Regions from separate parts of the Podarcis muralis genome. Here region 1 is linked to region 2. Evidence: chromatin contacts called from public Hi-C data. All regions are on one chromosome and are shown on one strand. Each heading gives the region's core, a stretch centred on a gene start, on an enhancer-like site or on the middle of the called end of the contact. The rest is flanking DNA. Distances are from core to core; before and after follow the strand shown.

Region 1 (7,653 bases), core at 1,328-3,827, 140 kb before region 2:
GCTAAAGTATCTACATTGGCTCCTGGTACAAGCACAATTCAAAGTGTTGGTGCTGACCTTTGAAGCCCTAAACGGCCTCAGCCCAGTATACCTGAAGGAGCGTCTCCACCCCATCATTCTGCCCGGATACTGAGGTCCAGTGCCGAGGGCCTTCTGGTGGTTCCCTCATTGTGGAAGCCAAGTTACAGGGAACCAGGCAGAGTGCCATCTCGGTGGTGGCGCCCGCCCTGTGGAACGCCCTTCCATCAGATGTCAAGGAAATAAACAACTATCTCACTTTTAGAAGGCATCTAAAGGCAGCCCTCTTTAGGGAAGCTTTTCATGTTTGATGTCTTATCGTGTTTTTAATATTCTGTTGGGAGCAGCCCAGAGTGGCAGGGGAAACCCAGCCAAACGGGCGGGGTAAAAACAATAACATGATTTACTATTACTATTGACAGTAAGAGCTGTTCAGGAATGGAACCGGCTCATTAATAAGGGTGTGGACTCTCCTTCACTAGAGATTGCTAAGCAGCTGTTGAGCGGCTATCTGTCAGGAAATCTTTCTGCTTTGCAAGGGGTTGGACCCCCACCCCCGGCCTGCCCCACATACCTGTCTCCTGCTCCGCAGCCGCTGGCCCCTCCATCTCCGCCTCCGACTCCCCCTGCGCCCCGGGGCTGTGGCGCCGCAGGGGGTTGCCCCGGGCGCATCGGCAGGTGCAGGAGCCGCAGCGCAGCGGGCGCTCCTGGCCGTGGACCCGCTGGTGCCTCTTGAGGTTGCCAAGGCTGCTGCAGGCGAAGGGGCAGGTGGGGCAGCGGTAGGGCTTCTCTCCCGTGTGGGTGCGCAGGTGGCGCGTCAGGTTGACCAGCTGGGCCGAGGCGTAGGGGCAGTGCGGGCAGCGGTAGGGCTTCTCCCCGTTGTGGGTCTTCATGTGGCGCTTGAGGTGGCTGGAGTAGTGCGAGGCAAAGGGGCACAGCTGGCAGGAGAAGACCACCCGCCCCTTGGCGGAACCTTCCTCCTCCTCCTCCTCCTCCTCCTCCTCCAGCTCTTCCTCCTCTGGCGGGCAGCAGGCGGCAGAGGCGGGGGCAGGCAGGCCGCAGTGCTGGCAAGCCTGGCCGGGCCCCTCGCCATTGTCCTGGGCCTGGCACAGGGGCGGGAACTCCTCATCGCTCAGCACGTAGGAGGAGAGTCCGGGCGTCCCCCCGAGGGAGTCTGCGGCACACAAGGAGGGGGCATCAGGGGGGCAGCAGGGGGCATCCTCACCTCGGCCCGTCCCTTTCCTGCTGGCACAACAGGGGGTTACCACGGTGGCGGGAGGGGGGAGCGACCCCTGGCAGCCCTGGGGAAGCCCTTCCTCGGCCCGCAGCCCCCCTGCGCCCCCCAGATTCCGCGCTGTGCTCCCGCCCCTCCCGGCCCGCCGCCCGCTTCCCCCGCACCTTCCGAGTCCTTCTCGAAGGCGAGGCCGGCGGCGCCGCTCTCCTCCTCCTCGTCCTCGTCCTCCAGCTCCAGCTCGTGCTCCGACAGGAAGGCGCCCGGCGGAGCCAGGCCCTCCTCGCCCGGAGGATCGACCGCCGCGCCCGCCGCGTCCACTGCAAGAGAGCGAGACGGGGAGGAGGGCGGGACGGGGCGCCCCGGTCAGACACGGGCGCGGGGTCCCGGGAGCCCCGCCCCAACCCGGAAAAGGACCGACCCCCCCCAACCCGGTCCGAGCGGAGGAGGAAGAGGCTCCCTTGACCCGCCCCCCCCCCGCCCCGATCCCGGCTGACCTTTGACGGGCTGCGGGTGGCGCTGCTTCCGGCGGGGCATCTTGGCCGGCCCAGGCGGGGGCGGCGGCGGGGCTGGCGGGGCGGCGTCGGGCGGCTCCAGCCCTGGGCGCCTCCCGCTCGCCGGGCCGCTGGGCGCCGCTGCTCCGGGGCCGCCCCGCCTCTTCCTCCGCGACGCCCCGCCTCTCGCCGCCGCCGCCGCTCCCGCTCCGCCTCCTCCCGCCCATCCGCGGGGCGGGCGGCCAGAGAAGCGCGCGCTTCCGGTTCCGCTCCCGGCCGCGCGGCATGACGGGAGGCGGAGTCGCTGCCCTCGCGAGAGCGGCGAGAGCGCAGACTCAGCGCGGAGGGCAGAGGCGTCCTGGGGCGGCGGCTTCCGGGCCCGCTTCTGGCCGAGGCCCGGGCCGGAGCGGGAGGGGGCGCCGGGCTCCGCCTTGACAGCCGCTCCCGCTGCTCGTCCTCCCCGCCCGCCTCTGCGCTCCGCCATGAAGCTCCAGAGTCCAGCCTGGTCGGCCTCGGAGAGAGAGAGAGAACCACGTGGCGGAAGAGGAAGGGAGGAATGTGGGACCAGCCGGGTGTCCGCTTCCATGGGCCCGAGGGGATCGGCTGCCTGGCGCCTGGTCCGCCCCAAGAGGGGGAAGCAGCCACGGAAAGGCCCCTCCTGCCCCGTTTGGGCATCCTCCCATTTAAGAACTCCTCCCTCCTTGTAACTCTGCGCGCAAGGCCCGCCTGGGGTTACATTCCTATCGGTCAGCCTGGTCTTTTGGGCTCCAAGTGGTGTCAGGGCATTTAAAGTTCAAAACCACGCGGAGCAGCCGCCGCTTCCCCGAAGAACAAGCCCCAGTTGGACGGCAGCTCCACGAGACGGCCAAGGAGAAAGCGAAGGGGAGGAGCCGCGCTCCGAGTCGGGGAGCCCCGTCTATGCTCTTATCACTCTACCCTCTTCTATCTCTAGGGATGCTCCTCCATCCGCGCACGCGCAGGAATCCCGAAGCGAGGGAGGCGGGGCTGAAGCCACCATGGATCCGCCCATCGGTGGCGTCATCTCGTGGGTTTGGGAGTCCTGGGGGTCCCGCGTTGAGGGTGGGGGGCCCCAAAGAAGGCGGGGCTCCTGCTGTCCCATTGATGGGGTGGGGAAAAGGGTCTGCAGGGCGGGGGGGGGCTTTGCATCCCCTCCCTCGGCAACCCGCCTCCTCCTGCAAAGCCCCTTTGATGCTGAGAGCACAGAGGGAGAATTCCCCAGAGCTAGAAATGGAGACACCTGCGGTTTCAGCGGAGCTGCGAGGGTCTCCATCCTGAAACAATGAGAGCTGTGAAGACCTGGCTCTCTGCTCTTTCTAACCCAGGTCACGCGCAATGCTCTGGCCCCGCAGAACTGGCCATCTTACGCTGGTGTAAGATCAGCAGAGAAAACACATACAATTTGCATTTCTAGCCAAAATATATTTATTCATAAGCCCATTCAGATCAGTGGGACTTGCTCCCTAGTAAGTGTGCATAAGATTGCAGTCTTTAGGTGGGATCCTGCACGCTCCCAGCACAGCGGTGGAATGGAAGCCAAAAGTAACCCCGGGAACTCAGCACCTGCAAGCCACCCGCAGTTTGAAACCCCTTTGGAGCCCCCTCCCACCTGCCAGTGAGGAAGCATCGCCCCTTAGACTGGGGGACACAAAGGGAAGGAGCGACAGAAGGTGGAGCTGAGTCCGCAGAGAAGCTGCCGACAGAGGGACCCCGCGAGCATCCCTGGACCAGGACCCAGCGAGGGATGGAGAGGAAGAGCGGCGAGCCAAAAAGGAAAGTGCACACCAGTTGGGCACCCGATAGTTTTGAGAAGCAGTGTCATAACAATTGCGGGCTCCCTTCCTCAAGCTTCCGGGGTACCTATGGGACTCCCTGAATTTCCTTGAAGGCGCTACATTTAGCCCCCAAACTCTTCTGCTTTATATCAAGTAGCCCACCATTAGAAACAAGCATTGTCAGGTATGTCGGAGGATCTGCATGACGGCTAGATAGTCACATATCCTCTAAACTTTTGTGGCGGTAAGGAAACAATATAAAAATAATCTCTCCTTCTTCCTGTCACTACACGCCCTTTTTCCTCTCTGTGATGGGGAAAGATGTCTTTGCTCTTCTTCAGAAAGCAATCTCCAGTTTCAACTGGACAATGGGAAAGGAGTACGACAAGGCTGTATTTTGTCTCCCTGCTTATTTAATTTATATGCAGAACACATCATGCGAAAGGCTGGGCTGGATGAATCCCAAGCTGGAATTAAGATTGCCGGAAGAAATATCAACAACCTCAGATATGCAGATGACACAACCTTGATGGCAGAAAGTGAGGAGGAATTAAAGAACCTTTTAATGAGGGTGAAAGAGGAGAGCGCAAAATATGGTCTGAAGCTCAACATCAAAAAAACGAAGATCATGGCCACTGGTCCCATCACCTCCTGGCAAATAGAAGGGGAAGAAATGGAGGCAGTGAGAGATTTTACTTTCTTAGGCTCCATGATCACTGCAGATGGTGACAGCAGCCACGAAATTAAAAGACGCCTGCTTCTTGGGAGAAGGGCAATGACAGGCCTAGACAGCATCTTGAGAAGTAGAGATGTCACTTTGCCAACAAAGGTCCGTATAGTTAAAGCCATGGTCTTCCCAGTAGTGATGTATGGAAGTGAGAGCTGGACCATCAAGAAGGCTGATCGCCGAAGAATTGATGCTTTTGAATTATGGTGCTGGAGAAGACTCTTGAGAGTCCCATGGACGGCAAGAAGATCAAATGCATCCATTCTTAAGGAAATCAGACCTGAGTGCTCACTGGAAGGACAGATCGTGAAGCTGAGGCTCCAGTACTTTGGCCACCTCATGAGAAGAGAAGACTCCCTGGAGAAGACACTGATGCTGGGAAAGATGGAGGGCACAAGGAGAAGGGGGCGACAGAGGACGAGATGGTTGGATAGTGTTTTCGAGGTTACCAGCATGAGTTTGACCAAACTGCGGGAGGTAGTGGAGGACAGAGGTGCCTGGCGTGCTCTGGTCCATGGGGTCACGAAGAGTTGGACACGACTAAACGACTAAACAACAAGGATTCCTGCCTGCCTGATTCTCATCACTTCATATGTTGAATACTGGCAAGACTTTGATGTGAGTAAGACAATGATCCCTCACTGCTGCCCAAGGGTGAAGGCAGGGCTGTTTGCCCTGTCCGCTACTGAAGTCAAGTGGCTGCCGGTGGAGCCTGGTCGGCCGGGAGAAGCAGCCGAGGAACAGCAGCAGCGGCACCCAAGGGAACCTTTGGGGATGAAAGGGGCCCCCAGAAGAATGGGGTCTCCACACACTCCCCTCTTGGAGGCGGCTTCGCTTCAGAGGTGATGCCCCATCACACACTGATTCCTGCATCCCGGGTCTCGCCACTGGTTCTTAAGGGAATTTCTTACATCACCCTTGGTGGAGAGAGAGGAACTGCAGAGCGCCCTGCTCTTGTAGCATAGAATAGATCTCCCTTTGCATGAGCAAAAGTTAAAAACAAAACATGTGATCCCTTGAGAAGCCCCCTTGTGTGGGGTGGCAATAGCGCCCCCTCGCTCCATTTCCCATTGTGGGGGGGGCAGGGGGTCCTAGGTACCCCCTTGCCTTTCATTATATACAGAAGCACAAAGGTTCCATGTCCAGTTTGGGTCCTCCTGCGGCCAGTGCTGGAGCCACAGTGGAAGACGAACTGGGCGAGGGGGGGGGGGGGCTGGCAAAGCAAGTCTTTCAGGGTGGAGGAAGAGGCAACTCGGTTGTCCATCCGGATGGGACTCAAAGGCTTGAAAATAGACCAGTATTCTGCTGCCACACATGCCCAGCTCCGACTCCAGCTGAATCCATAAAAGAGCTAGAGGCAGGCGGGGGTGGGCGGGCAGGGAAGCCGGCTTTGGCTGACCGTGAGGGGGAACTGCCCAGTGGTCAGAGCTGTAGGACAGAGCTTGCCTCGGGGGCTCTCCTTGGTTGCTGCCGCTTCAGGAGGCAATCCCTGCCACCCCCAGTGCTCTGCCGCTCCAGGGCTGCTGGCGATGCCTCTTGCACGGAGAATGGTGCTCCCCTAAAAGGACCCCAAGCCCTGGGTGTGGGCCCTGAGGCCTCTCCCCGCCTTTGGAAGAGCCCGAGGAGGCCTGCAGGTGGATGCGGCAATCCCCGCCACCCCCAGTGCTCTGTTTCCAGCAGGGGACAGACAAGCAGCTCAGAAGCAGGCCGGGGAAACCCCCGCGCTGCCATCCTCCCAGCTGCTCCTCGGGGCTGCACTGCTCCTTTCCCTGGGGGCTCCATCCGGCTCCCTCGCGAGGGTCCTCTCACCGGCCTTCCGTGGGGGCCTTTTCAGGCCGGTCCCCGTTTTAAAGGCGCGGCCGCCTCTCCGCTCCAGGCAGCACCCCGACCAGGAGCGGGGGCTTCCTTGGTCTGCGGTCCGCTGGAGTCCGGTCCCACGGCCCGCCCGCCCGCCCGCGGCCACCGTTGCCTGCCAGCCGGGAGCCACGCACCTTGGTGACCAAGGCTCCGTCTCCCGGGCGCCCCGCTCGCTCCCTCTGCGCTCGCGTCCTTGGGGCCAAGCGGCGTCTCCCGGTGCAGCCGTCACTGCGGGGCTTTCTGGGGGGGGGGGGCACCTTCCCAAGATGCTGTGCGGCGGCGGCGGCGGCGCTGGAGCTGCGGGGATGCTCAGCTGAGCGCCGAGCAGACCCAGGCCGGTAAGGCGGCGGCGACCCCGGAGCCCTGCCGGTTCCGAGGACCAGAGGCCCGGGGGAAGCCCGACCTGCCAGAGCGGAGTCCCCTACTCCCCGGGAGACCTTGGCGGTTTGGCGCAGCGGATGCGCGGGGCGCTGGGGCTCGGCTTGCGCTCGCTGCCTTCCCTCCGCAGGGCGCTGGGAGCCTGCAGGCGATGAGCCGGGCCCTATGAGGGCGCTGGCGGGGATGGGGAAGAGCCGGGTCCCGGGGCGCCCCTCCGCCGCCCGGACAGCCCGCGGGCCTGACTCTCGGGGGCAGCAGCAGCAGCAGCAGCAGCAGCGTCGCCCGGCAGCAGCAGCAGCATGAAGCGGCCGCCCTCCCGGGGCGCCTCGGGCCTCTTCGGAGGGCAGCCGGCAGCGAGGCCGGAGCCGGAGGATGCGCTGAGCGCGGCCGAGGCGGCGTCGGCGGGGGCCCCGTCCACGGAGGGCGAGGCGCCGGGGGGCTGGCGCGAGTGCCCTTTGTGCCTGCTGCCCCAGCCGGCGGCGGCCTTCCCGGAGCTCTCGTCGTGCGCGCACCTGTCCTGCCTCACCTGCCTGCAGCAGTACCTGCGCGTCGAGATCAGCGAGAGCCGCGTGCAGGTGGCCTGTCCGCACTGCCCGGCCCCGCTCCAGCCCGCCCAGGTGCACCAGCTGCTGCGCCCGGAGCCCGCCTTGCGAGACAAGTACGAGGAGTACCTGCTCCGCCGCCTGCTCGTCGCCGACCCGGGAACGCGCTGGTGCCCAGCCCCGGACTGCAGGTGCGCTAGCCCGGCGGGGTGGGGTGGGGAGAAAGGCCCGATTGCTCCAGGAAAGGACCGGCTTTGCGCGCCTAAGGGCCCGGTGGCCAATCCCCGACGGCCCTGGGAGACCCTCCCCTGCCTGACCCCCCCCCCCCCGGAGAGAGGGAGGGAGATGGTGGGGCCGCCCGGAGCTGCCTCGCCAGAAGCGGCTGCTGAGGAGGTTGCAGTTGTGCGCTTGCCTCCCACCAGAGGGCGCTCAAGGCCGCTCGGCTGGGTCTTCCCAGGGAGACCCCCAGAAAGAGCAGGGTCCAATCCTTGCGTCCAATCCTTGACCCCTGGATGCCGGGAAGGCGCCCCTGCACACAGCCCGCCCGCGCCCCCCAAGTCCGCTCACTTTGTTTCCCCGCCTGGCGGTGCTGCGACCCCCCCTCCATAGGCGG
Region 2 (7,105 bases), core at 4,579-7,078:
GCCAAGTGCATCTGGAGACAGACTCACCATTTTCTTCCTTAGGCGCTCATACTCTGGGCGGTATTCTCTGGAGGGAGAAGAGAAATGGGTTTCAGCTGTTTATTCTTGGGCACCACAGCCTCACTCCCAGACAACCATTGTAGAGACTAGGAGGCCCTTTACTGCAAGGACCACAGCCCAGACCTCCAGTCACTGACCCAAGGGCAGGGCTGGAACGGGCAGGGGAAGAGACTTCCCCCGGGGCTTCATGTCTCCCCATAGAGCAGCAGAGGGGATCTTGCCCCCTCAAAGGCCCCCTGTTCTGGTCACCCAAATGGATTTGCAGGAAGCCTTGGAGTTAATGCAAACTCATCTGGGCCATTGTTCTGGGATGCAGCGCAGCAGGATGGCAGAAGCCTCACAGAGAAGGGGAGAGAGAAAGGCTTTCCTCCCTCTCTTGCAATGCTGCATCCAGTGAAGCTGCAAGTCAGAAGACTCAGGGCACACAAAAGGAAGGACTTCCTGACACAGCCTGCAGTTCAACTCTGGAACTCCCTCCTGCAGGAGGCAGTGATGGGTCCCCAATTTGAATGGCTTTAGAAGAGAATTAGGACAATGCATCTTCTCCTTCCACAGGCAGAGGGAGGATGCCTCTAGACACCAGTTGCTGAGGAAAGCAGGTGTGCCAAGGGCTCCTTTGGCCTCCGGATCTGCTTCCAGGCATCTGGTTGGCCACTGTGAGAAATGGACAAGGACTAGGTGGGCCCCCTTACACAAGGGGACTCTCTCACCTCTCATACTCATCGACAGCTTTGGAGAGGAGTTCGAAAAATTCATCCAGCCCTGACCCCTGGACAGCAGAAACACCAACCACCTGCAAGAGAAAGTCCTTCGTTTCAAACAGGGTTTGTGCGGAGCGTGGGAATTGAGTGCAGGAGAGGGGCTTGCAAACACCTTCCTCTGCTCCAGTGGAGCATCAGCACCAGAACATTGCCTAGCCCCCCTCCCCGAGGGACAGGAGTGATGGGCACAAGCTCCTTTTCCAGAAGAGGTGGCACAAGGCCATCTAGCGGGGGGGGGGGGGGGGGGAGAGACACCTGAACTCTCAGGCCTCCCTGCTCCAAGTCCTTCAAGCATCCACAATAGTCTGTCCAGATGAAACAGCACAGGGTATCTGGTATACTCAGGGTTTGGGGGGCGGGTTGCAGAGGAAGGTACCCCTCCCTCCTTGGAGCTGCTTCCCTGAAAGTTGGACAGAGTGAAGGTGGGAAACAAATGCCAACTTCATGCAATTTCAGGAGTGTGCCTGCAAAGAGGTCTCATTCACCAGCCACACCTGGATGGGGGTGGGGGTGGGGGACCGTGCCCACCTTGAGCGAGTGGTAGAACTCGTCCAGCACCAGGCTGAGGGAGCGAGTCAAGTTGCTGACATAGGTGGTCTCCTGGCTGAGGGCGTCCTGGAAGGCTTCAAAGTCTTGCATCCACTCCACAGCAAAGCTGTGGTCGATGATGTCTGTCTGCGTCAGGAAGGCAGAGAGTGAGTGAGGGTGGCAGGGGGCACAGGTGAGCAGCTGCTCCGCAATGCCACCTCTGGGGCAAGGAGCACAGGCCCCACACCATGACGGCTGCTTCTCTTCAGCCATGGCAGGCCAGGCCAAGAGGCAGTGGCAGCTCCTCCTGCCCTCCCCCCACCATGAGACAAGGACCAGCTAAACAAGTGAAGGCTGTGGTCACACCCAGAGTGCAAGCTCCACCCTGGAAAGACGCAATTGAACAGCAAAGTTTCATCAGCAAAAGGGACAGCAGCCCTTCAAGGCACCTGAAGAGCCTTCCATGCCTGCTCGCCCACCCCTGAGCCCAGCAACCTTCCATTCTTTATGGGGGTCAAGCTTCCTTCCTTCCTCTCTGGAAGTGGCAGGCTCTGCTCCAAGAAAGCATCTTCCTGCTGGCTGAACATTCCTTTCGTCACCCTCTTCTTTGCCGCCCTCACCCAAACACTGCCAAAACAGCTTCTGCTCTCAGATTCAAGTACTTCTGTGCAGCTGTTTGCATTATCTGCATTTCTGTTCGACGGATCACTTTAGGACAGGAGTGGCCACAACAGCACACAATGCCCATCTCCTACCAGGAGTCCTTCATTTTGTCATGTAGGCCATGGCTGAAGAAGCCAAACCACTGCAAATAACATCTGTGGGACCAGCTTCCAACATCCCACTGTCTACCCGTGCTCTGATCTTCTCTCTCTCGCACTGGAATTGTTTGCGACCCTGCCTTTTGTAAGGCTTCCTGCAGAAACTCCCACCCAACTCAGCTCTTTTCCCTGTCAGGGTATTGGGCCATGGAATTCTCCTGACTAGCATTTCTCTGAGCATATTAAAATCAACTTCCTTAAATGCGGCAAATCTCTTTAGCTACACCCCCTTAAGCTTTCCGTAGGGGCCTGAATTCCAGCACACCCTGCATGACCACTGTCTGCCGTCGTTCTTGCCCCAAGTTCCCACTGCTTTAAAGCCACTGAACAATTTTTCCCTATAGGCTGGACTAATGCCAAGGTCAGTCAATCTCCTCATCTCTTCCTCCACCTTTTGAAAATGCAAGTTGTCCACAAGGCAGGCCAGGAATTGGGTGGGGGAATCCATGCTCTGTGGAGTACGTCTCCCAAAAGATCCCAGGGTGTGCTGAAGTTCCCCAAAACTACCAGTTCCTGCTTCCCTGAAGCATTTGTAACTTGTTTCAGGAAAGCATCATCCAGATGGTCTTCTTGGTTCAAGATCAGGGCATTCCACTCACCTTGTTCATGGCCACGATAAATGGGAGCTTCGTCTTGTACAGGATACTGAGGAGAAGAAAACAACAACAGCATGATCAGGGATGCAGAGATTGCCATTTTCGATCTGGGGTTGCCACAAAGACATTTCACTTAGAAACTCATGACTGAAAGAGCAGGCAGTTTGTGTGCTTTCCTAGAGAAGGCCTGAGAGCAGCAGAGGCAGCTTCTTGCTCAAGGTTCAAGGAAGAAGCCAAGAAGCCACCAGAAGAGGGGCTATCAATTCCACCTCCCGGGAATGAGGGAGTCGTCTCTGAGCCTTCTCAGCAGCTACTGAGAGAACAACCCTGTTCCCAAACAAAGAACAATCAGAGAGATGCTCTCTGATAATGGGTAAGCCATTATTAATTGCATAACAGGTAAATAACACTATGGAGAGAATCCTCCTCTTACCTGCAGGCGTAAAGCATGTTAGACATGAACGTGACAGGGCTGGTGCTGCGTGACGTGTCCATCACATAAACCACCACGGATGGGAAGGAGGAAGCCTAAATGGGTACATCAAAGGGGGGAAGCATTAGCCCAACCGGGCAACCTGCCCCCAGGCACCTCCTGCAAAGGAGGCCAGCTGAGCAGCAGGTCCTCACCAGAGCTTCAGTGATGATGGTGCCGGAAGCAGACCAGGTGAAGACCTCAATCTGCCCAGGAGTGTCAATCAGGACGTACCTGCAAGGGGAAGAATTTGTTCTCTCTCACACACAGGCCACGTTCAAATCACTTTCTCCAAAACAAGCTCACCCACTAATCAGCTAACACCTGGAAGATGGGGTTTAATCATGCACGGGTTGCACAATCCTGTTCTCATCAGGGAACAGGATCCCACAGCCCAGGCAGCAAAATTTAATCTTCACTCATCAGCTCCTGAATGGAGATTAAAGATCAGAGTGAGGTCAGCACAAAATTGGGGTCTCTTTTAAACTCCCGATTTTTTTCTTTAATTGTTTTGGAATTATTTTCAATTCTAAGATTAATTATGGTTTGCCTTGAATGTCTCACACTAAGTTAGAAAAGTGGAATGATCATCGTGAATACATGCACAATAATGTGACACAGTTCACCCCTTTGTTCTACTGAAGGTGAGGCTACATACGCACCTCCCTTCAAGAGGAACTTCCATCACCCCCCTCCCCAGGTGACAGCAGGCTTCCCACTGACTCACTGAGATGCTGCCTGTCGTTTCTCAATGAACTTCATCACCTAGTCAGAAAGGGAAAGATGATTTATAGGTAGAAACAGAGAATTAGAGTTTGCAGTTAAGTTCATGATACACAAAAAACCATGATATCATCAGCATCAGAAGTACAGATTTACCATTATGTGATTAAATTGTTAACTGGGATATAAACAACAACAACAACAAATTTACTTGTACTCCGCCTTCCCCGGCTGGAGCCGAGCAGCTAACATCATAAAACTAAGACAGTATACAAAGAACATAAGAACAGGCAATCTATTAATTAAAATACACCTTAAAATTAGTTAAGATACAAATTTGCTCTGAGCCTTAGTATTGATAATAATATGTGGCCCTCTGATGTGGCCCAGAATGTCAAATGCTCATCATTGCTGGCAAATTCTCCAAGAGAGGATATTTGGCACCTACAAACTCAAGCTAAACGCAGTACCATTCAGTGAAATTCACCAGAAATTATGTACCTGGTCAAATCTTGTCGCAAAAAGGTTCAGAGAAGTCACAATACCGCCGTTGGGGCCCAGCCCATACCTGGTGCACATTCAGGAAAGGTTGGTAGAAATCTGAAAGTCACCTCTAACAGCGTATTCCCTTCCCCTTCCTCTACCCCAGATAGAGACTCAGGCCATTTAAAGCAAAGGTGTCACATAAAACCACATTTGTAGAGATCGCCAACGTCAGCAGCAACAGCTCAAGAGACACACTGGCAATTTCACCAGATGCACAAACACCATGCCCAGCCTTACTACATCCTTTCAACATTGGTTTTCTCCACCCATTGCAGTGTGCAAAGTCCAGCAATCACCCTCTAGCTCAGGGGTAGACAACCTAAGGCCCAGGGGCCAAATGTGGCCCAGTCGCCTTATCAATCTGGCCTACAGACGGTCCAGGAATCAGCGTGTTTTTACATGAGTAGAATGTGTCCTTTTATTTGAAATGTCTCTCTGGGTTATTTGTGGGGCATAGGAATTCATTCATTTCCCCCCTTCAAAATATAGTCCGCCCCCCCCCCCCCGAGGTCCCCCCTCCCCCGCTTGCCCCCTGCCCGGGTAAGGATACTGCTTCATGACCTCCTTGTACTTCACGGTGTCTCGTATGTCTTTGGGGAAAAGGAGAGGGAGAGAAATGAAGCCCCCCGACCAGGCAGAGGCCAGTCCCGCCGCCCCCCCCCCCGGCCCCGCCACTCACCGATGTTGGCCGGAAAGGGCAGCTCGTGCACGGCGGGGTCCAGGTTGATGACGTAGGGCGGGCAGCCCCGGCTGTGCAGGTGCGCCGTCAGCCGCTGCGGGAGGAGAGAAGCGCCGTCAAGCCCGAGGGGAGCCCCGCCCCCCGCCCCCCCCTCCCGGCGGGCTCGCTCCCCGCAGCGCCGCTCACCTGCACCAGCGCCGTCTTGCCCGAGCCGGCCATGCCCAGCACCAGCACGCAGACCGGCGGGGGTCCCTCGGCCGAGCTCGCCGCCGCCGCCGCCATGTCGCCTCGCGGTCGCCAGCCCGCTTCCGCTTCCGGCCAGGGGCGGAGCAAGAGGCCCCATAGGGCCGCTCTTGGCCACAGAGCTAGGAAAGGTGGAGCAGCCTTCAGGTCGGGACAGCGGGACCTCTCGTTCCAAGGGGGCTGCGTTTGCTCCCCTCTTCCCTTTTCGTCTCTCTGCGTTCTTTTCCTCTGCTGTTTTGACCATAGAGGTGCCATAGAGAGGCAGAGCGACCGCCCCGCTCCACGGTCATAGAGCGAGTCCTCCCGGGCAGCGGTCATGACGTCACGAGGGGACGGCGAGGAGGGGCCTGGTCCCCGCCTCCTCCGTAACCTTGGCAACGCGGGGCGGGAGCATCAGCTCCTCCCCCGCTGAACTCCCGGAGGGGAGGGGCGGAAGGACGGAGGCCGTCGGGTTGGGCGGGGCCCCGGGGTCGCGGAAGCCTCCTTAACCCTTCCCGTGCCGGCGCGGCCTCCTCCCTCCTCGGGGCGGCGCCAGGAGCCTCGCAAGGTCGGTCTCGGAGGGGGGGGGGAGGGGAGGCGCCGAGGCCTCGTCCCGGGGACCCCGCCGCCGCCGCCTGGGCGAAGAAGGAGCCCCGAGCCGAGATCGCCTTCCTTCTCCTCCCCGCCGGAGCTCGCCTAGGATGGATCCATTCCCAGCCCCGTTCCCTGGCTGGAGATGAAGGGGGCGAAGCCCGCCGCCGCCAAGACCCCTGCCCGGGAGGAGGAGGAGGAGGCGGCGAGGGAAGGTGAGGAGGGGGCGCCTGGGGATTGCCCCTCTCTCGCGGCCGCACTCTGGAGCCTGGCACCTTCCTCCTCCGGAGAAGCCCAGAGAGCCGGGGGGTCTGGGGCAGGCATAGTCTGGAAGAGGTGGAAGGGATGCCAAGGGTCATGCCATGCAGACATCAGCCTGCCATAAGCTCAGAGTGTACCAGGTGACGTTCAGGTCCAACCTCAGCCCCCTTACCTATAAGCCGGAAAGCGTCTTAAACCAGCACCCTTCCCTCTAACGGGGAGCTCATCTTGCTTTACTAGCCGAGGGAGCCAACGTTTGTCCGCAGACAGTTTTTCCAGGTTATGTGGCCAGCATGACTAAGCCGCTTCTGGCGAAACCAGAGCAGCGCACGGAAACGCTGTTTCCAATAGTGGTTGCTATTCATCTACTTGCACTTTGTCGTGCTTTTGAACTGCCAGGTTGGCAGGAGATGGGACAGAGCAACGGGAGCGCACCCCTTCACGGGGATTCGAACCAACGACCTCCTGATTGGCAAGCCCTAGGCTCAGTGGTTTAGATCACAGCGCCACTTGCGTCCCTTATTCTTTGATAGGAGCTATTAATTTGCATGTCACTCCAGGACACAAAGGCAGAGAGCATAAGGAATCACAGGATGCAGCTTCTCCCTGCCAATCCCAGGCCTGTCAGGTCCATTCAGAGGCTGCTCGTGGGAAATGCTGACTTCAAATGAATTGGGTCCCATCTAAAGATAGGAAGTTTGGTTAAAAAGGCTTCTGCTGGCTGAGTCTCTTAATGACCCTTTTCCGATAACCTTTCATGATAACCCTGAAATCCTCTTGGGAGCCTAGGAAGCTGCCTTTCACTGAGCCAAACCATCAGGTCCTTCTAGCAGCACTGCCTGCAC

What was found. A called contact is a pair of places that touch in the nucleus more often than the background predicts.
Region 1: a contact with region 2 is called in a Hi-C map of tail, with 1.8 times the contacts expected there. The contact joins the promoter of ZNF513 here to the promoter of ZNF512 in region 2. A contact is called at or near these places in 2 of 3 Hi-C or Micro-C datasets (blood and tail).

The regions. Positions count from the first base shown.
Region 1 is chr3:461,575-469,227 of rPodMur119.hap1.1, reverse strand. ZNF513 (zinc finger protein 513) reads right to left here and starts at 2,577. Exons shown (of 4, transcript XM_028725382.2): 1 at 1,747-2,577; 2 at 1,417-1,569; 3 at 593-1,192. The coding sequence starts at 2,329. It overlaps LOC114595042 (E3 ubiquitin-protein ligase RNF19B-like), which reads left to right and starts at 5,807. Exons shown (of 8, transcript XM_028725389.2): 1 at 5,807-7,231. The coding sequence starts at 6,798.
Region 2 is chr3:328,027-335,131 of rPodMur119.hap1.1, reverse strand. It overlaps ZNF512 (zinc finger protein 512), which reads left to right and starts at 5,828. Exons shown (of 11, transcript XM_077926662.1): 1 at 5,828-6,214. The coding sequence starts at 6,145. GPN1 (GPN-loop GTPase 1) reads right to left here and starts at 5,533. Exons shown (of 14, transcript XM_028725421.2): 1 at 5,373-5,533; 2 at 5,187-5,280; 3 at 5,058-5,097; 4 at 4,463-4,529; 5 at 3,966-4,003; 6 at 3,394-3,472; 7 at 3,200-3,294; 8 at 2,770-2,815; 9 at 1,350-1,496; 10 at 771-853; 11 at 28-67. The coding sequence starts at 5,468.